Linked DNA regions of Sus scrofa: region 1 is linked to region 2. The links are chromatin contacts, called in public Hi-C maps. All regions are on one chromosome and are shown on one strand. The core of a region is the stretch at or near the end of the contact, and the rest is flanking DNA. Distances in the headings are between cores, read along the strand shown.

Region 1 (2,700 bases), core at 195-2,694, 390 kb before region 2:
ACAGTTGATGAGGGAAAGTCCATTTTTACAGAATAATGACAACATCTAGACATTCCCAGTGAAATAACACTTTGGAACTTGGTTCATCAGTAGATGCTAAAACTTTTAAGTGAAAGATTCAGCAATGGGACTGCTGTAGGCACCAAAATTGTACCCATATGCCCTATCCCTTCTATTAGAGAGTAATTTTTACCAGGTAGCCAGAGTTACCTCACCAATTAAAAACCTACATATGTCATGGCTAAGTAAAGCATGCATTTAAATTATGCTTATACAAGCTCATCTGTCCAGCCTTCAGGGTTATGTTCATAGTAAGCAAGGCAGATAGCTCCTTTATGACAAATGAGATAAAAGGAACATGTGAAAATGTGGAGGCAATCTTGACTTGAAACCAAAAGCTTGTCCTGAAGTCAAAAAAAATGTTAGAAGGCACCATCTTCAGGGACCCGAACTGAAAGTAAGCTGGTTGGCTTAGATAAGAAACCGAGCTGTCAATTACGTGTTTGGCGGGGCTTATTTTTGCAGCCTGAATGGCTCAGTGAATATGTCACAAATTAATTACTGATTATGCAAGAAGGGTAGCTGTTTCTTCCATGTATTTGGGGGGCGATAAGGATGGTGGCTCCAAGAGGACAGTCAACCAAGAGAAGTCTCTCATCCAACTGAATGCGACCTCAGGGGTCCAGAAGAAACCACTGTGGGTAAACATAGCAGTTCCCAGGCAGTTTAACATGAAGCATTTTAAGCTTCTTCTAATCTATCTGTCCGAAAAAAGGCCTCATGCCCATGATATGTCTTGTCACTTTTCACCACACTGAACACCCAGCAATTCCTAGCCAGCGTTAGAGTGGCTCACCTTGCAAGCAATTTCATCTGTCTCTCTTTTCTCTGGCACCCTACACTCTGCTATGATCTGCCTGCTTCCCATGGTACCTGTGAGAACAAGAGATCTAGCTCCTCCGATGCTGCTCACAGCCCCTTAGTCCTGCAGCCTGTTCCCTCCCAGCACCTTCTCCCTAACGATGCCCCCCTGCCTCCCCGGCCTTGACCCATGACAGGCACATCCCCCCAGCCGCCACCATGCCACAGCAGGAAGGAAAGGGCAAAGCCCTTCTAGTAAGCCCCCTCCACTGGTGCCAGTGAGTCACTTAACTTCTGAGGCTCAAGTCTCTCATGTTCAAAGTGAAATAATAAAACCTTCCCTGCAAGCATGTTATGATGATTACAAATAATGTCTGTAGAGGTCCAGCACAAGGCGTACCATAATTAACAGAGAGTCCTAGCAGCAGCTGGAGCATACTATTAGCAGTCTGTATTTACGGGCCACTTACTGTGTGGTGGGCACTGCTGTCAACACTTTAGAAGTACTGGCTTATTTCATCCTCAGAAGATACTGTCGATTATACCCATCTGACAGACAGGAAGCTGAGGGCAGTGTTGTAACAGCAATGAGAGTAACAGAACGTCCTTGCACGGCTCCCCATCCTTCACCAGACAGAACCTCACACCCTACTCTGGCAGACAAGCCTCCTCACAGCCTTTCATCATTGCCCCACTGCTGACTGTTGTGTCAGGTGAAAATTAACCCTGGCAGTTCTACGTCAAACTGCTTGATGACCCTGTTTCTCTGCAGACACCATTCGTCTGGTGGAAATGCCCTTTCCTCCCAGTAGCTCCCGACTCTGGCCTCCTAGGAAATGCTGCTTCTTCCAAAATTGTGTTCAACTGTCACTTCCTCTGTGACTTGCCTGGGCTTCCCAAGGCCCCCTGGGACTCCCTCCATATCTTATTCTCTTTACTGTTCACTCTTCCTTCCTCCCCAGATGTCTAGTCTGTTTGGCTAGACCCCCCTCCCCCCGCTGGTGAACATGAGCGGGCAGTGACTGCATTCTCCCGCTCCATCCCCACCAACCAGTACAGCACCTGGCACAGGCTCCAGAGCCTACTTTGAACACAAGTGTTGAGGGGCTCCATGCACCCACCTGTGCATCAGTGTCCTCATCTGAGAACTGGGGACAATGTATCTCCCTCATAGAGCTCCTGAATAATAAATCAGAGTGGACAAAACATAGAGCCTGGCCAGTGCTAAGAAATGGGAGCTCTGGGGAGGGGCCATCTGCTCTCACGACAGCAAACCCCGCCTTAGGGTCCAACAGCAAACGGAGGACATCTCCCCAAGACTGGAGAGCTCATTTTCACTGCACATAGCAGGAACTGATTCAGTCTAGGCCTGTAAGGAGCACCCAAATCCCCCTAGTGGTGGAGGGAGGGGGAAATCCCACCACTGGTCAAGAAATGTTCACTGATGCAGTGATAGCAGTAATGGTAGCAAGCATAAGAGGTGATACAATGCGTTAACTCAGCAACAATAAGCCTCCTTATTGCAGGGGAAATTCCTACAACGTCCTGTGTCACTCACTACCAAGTCCTGTTTCCCAATCAGTTCAAAGATTTTAATTATATAACTCTCGTGTAAGTTTCACCTATTTTTAAGTATTAGCTAGCCCATTTTAAATGCTTTTCTCTGGTGAGCTCGAAATTATTCAGTTAAACCGAAACTTCATTCAATTCTAAAAAATATCAGAAAGCAAATTCTGTACTAGGTCTGCTGTTCTTTCCTGCCAGTCTGTAAGGCTCACTTATTAGACAGCATTTTCAAAACATCACATCCACCTGTAACCTCTTAATTTTTTCAGTCTC
Region 2 (2,700 bases), core at 62-2,561:
CAGGGAACTCACACATCAATTACTGAAACCAGGCATGGTAGGAGTATTTATACCAAAGAAAATGGCGAATGCTACAAATTGGGGCTTGATTTTATTGTCTTGTTATCCAGACTTAAGAAATGAAGGAGAAAGTGTTAATAGTTCAGCTTTCACTTAAAAATGTCACATTTGGGATCTACTACATTGCAAAGAGGAGGAAAAAAAAAAGCGATGAAATATTTTCCCAGGATTTAAAAACTCATACCCAATTCAGCAAAGACGTCTCATCATTGATGACAAAAGACGAACTAGTGAAATTCTGACAAATGCGTCTGTTGCTTCACTTTAACCTTGATGATATCCACAACAGCCATGTCTTAACACTCTCATTCATCAATTTCAACCACAGGTTGGCCACAGACGGAAGAATTCAATAAGAAGAAATGAAAACATTCTGAAGGAATCAACTGCCTAGATAGAATTTACAGTAGAGAACACTGTTTTTTTGTGTGTGTTTTGTTTGTTTTTTGGCTGCACCAGCGGTACGTGGAAGTTCCTGAGCCTGGGATCAAACCTGCATCGCGCCAGTGACCTGAGCCCCTGCAGTGATCTTTAACCCGCTGCACCATAAGAGAACTCTGTATTTGAGGCTTTTTAATTTGTAAATTGTGTGCCCTATGAGTCATTGACATCAGTAAGATATTTATACTACATATGCCTATAATACATTTACTTTTGAAGACCGGTTATTAAACATTTATTGGCTACCAGCACGCAAACCAATTTCAGATCAGCTTAGGGACCAGACAGAGGAGAGAGAGGCTTCTCAGGGCAGCCAAATCGCAGAAAGGAATGGAAAGAATTCAAAATCATTCTGCTCTAGAATTCAGAGTCAGCCAGGCTGGAAGCCAGGAATTCCTTTGTATTTATATCGACGGTTACTTGATTTATTGTAGGTGAGTCTAGCTCTCCATTCATGGTACTGATGCAGTTTCCTTTGCAAACAAAATTGTTTACAGCACCCCCAAAAGTGTCATCTTCAAAAAAAATATTAAGTAAATGATAATGCAGGCAATCCACAGAAGTGGTAAAAATTCTAATGGCAGCTTGAATGGCTCTGCTTTTGGAAACACAAACTCAGTGACCAAGAACCCAGCCTTGGGAAGTGTACATCTGAGCTCAAGGGCAGACACCTCTAGTGACACTGGCTTTGTGAACTTAGGGCCCCCATGAGCCTGGTCTGGGCCTGGCCTCCTCCCTGATCCAAACCCGGCAATGCCCTCAACTTCCTCCCCCACCCCTACATGTGCCAAAACGTAAATATTCACACTCACACAGCACTTTTCCTTCAGTAATCGCCTCCCCACAGCAGCCAGCACACTCTCTGTGACTCAGCTCTCTGAGCCTGTCTCCAAGAGTTTTAGTTGGTTCCTGCAGGAAGCCAGCTGCCCCAGCAGCAGAAGAAAAACCCACCGCCACAGGTGATATACTGAGTTTTGCTCTTTTATCTTTTATTTTAATCTTCCCCAGGAGCGCTCAGAGGGCACTTTTTGGATTGCTAAAATAAACTCTAATAGATAAATACAGTGAAACATTGGCTGTGAGAGTCTTCATCCCTAAGTATTACTTCAGGGTGAATCAAACAGCTCACGATATAAATAAAAAGGCCTGATGCTTCTCCAGGGGTCCTTCAGCTCTGGCCCCACAGAGGCCTCAGTGACAAGCACCTGGCCCTGCACTGGGCACTCAGCAGGAGAGGCCTCCCTCCTCCCCTCACAGAATGAGGGGGGCCAGCTGTCACATTCTGTGCACCATGAGACTGGGTGGCCCCACAGGCCTTGTCACTCTGCTTTCTGTGTTGGGCTGCTCTGCTCTGCAAGGAATGGCAATCTGTCAAGGCTTCAAAGTGACAGGCATTTATTGTCACAACAGCCATAGCCACATTAGCCAGCGGTGGTGCTGGACGGGCTCCATGGTCTGCCCCTCGGCTCCTCACCCTTTATAGTCTGCCCTGGGCCCTGGCAGGCTGACCTCTGGCTTCTGCACCCACCTAACTGGCCTCCATCTGGACTCGCTGTTGGTGGGTAGAGGCAGGAGATCAGAGCGAGGGAGGAGAAGGCCTTGGGGGTGTGTATCCCCTCCACTCCTGCCCTGCAGGCTGGCCCCCAGCTATACTCCTGGCCACAGCCCACAGTTCCTGTCTGCACCTTTTCCTGTGACTGCTGGGTAGCTGGCAACTGCCAGCTTCTTTCACCCCTTCAGGCCCAAGAATGGAAACGGCCCTGCAGGTACAGCCCCAGGGTGCTCCACGATCCTGTCAGTGTCCCAGCATCTTACCCACATCTTTCTAAATGGTCCCTCACACCTGCCTTATTTACCCAACTGGGTGCCCAGCCCAGACTGCCACCCGTGAATAGCACACTTAATATGTGCCAGGCTCCTTTCTGCATTTTGTATCCATTAATTCAGTCCTTTCAACAACCCTCTGATATAGACACCAGTATTAGCCCTGTTTACAAAGGAGGGAACTGGAGCATAGAGAGGTCAATTACTTGCTGACCTTATACAACAGTAAGTGGCAGGGCCAGGATTCAAACCCAAGCAGGGCAGTGCCTGCCAATACACCATCAGGATGTGTAAAGGACCAGGAAAGTGAATGTGTCTATTTTTGCTTCAGGAAGCACAGGTTTCTGGAGTCTGGCATGTGGCTTGAGAAACAGA

What was found. Hi-C and Micro-C count contacts between places; a contact is called where the count stands out from the background.
Region 1: a Hi-C map of fetal liver shows a contact between it and region 2, with 2.6 times the contacts expected there. The contact joins two enhancer-like sites. A contact is called at or near these places in 1 of 5 promoter capture datasets (liver), 21 of 47 Hi-C or Micro-C datasets (adipose tissue, alveolar macrophages, blood and 14 more) and 2 of 2 datasets of contacts at active chromatin or transcription factors (alveolar macrophages and skeletal muscle).

What each region holds. Positions count from the first base shown.
Region 1 is chr13:91,320,970-91,323,669 of Sscrofa11.1, reverse strand. All of the region lies in intron 5 of MED12L (mediator of RNA polymerase II transcription subunit 12-like protein), which reads right to left. Among named protein-coding and RNA genes, the nearest start is that of MED12L, 51 kb to the right of the region's middle. Within about 2 kb of position 1,444, at least 3 of the 83 cell types and tissues checked have an H3K27ac peak or open chromatin away from gene starts, as enhancers often do. A contact at or near this core is called in fetal liver, where this site is marked.
Region 2 is chr13:90,935,487-90,938,186 of Sscrofa11.1, reverse strand. No RefSeq gene overlaps it. Among named protein-coding and RNA genes, the nearest start is that of ERICH6, 22 kb to the right of the region's middle. Within about 2 kb of position 1,311, at least 20 of the 83 cell types and tissues checked have an H3K27ac peak or open chromatin away from gene starts, as enhancers often do. A contact at or near this core is called in fetal liver, where this site is marked.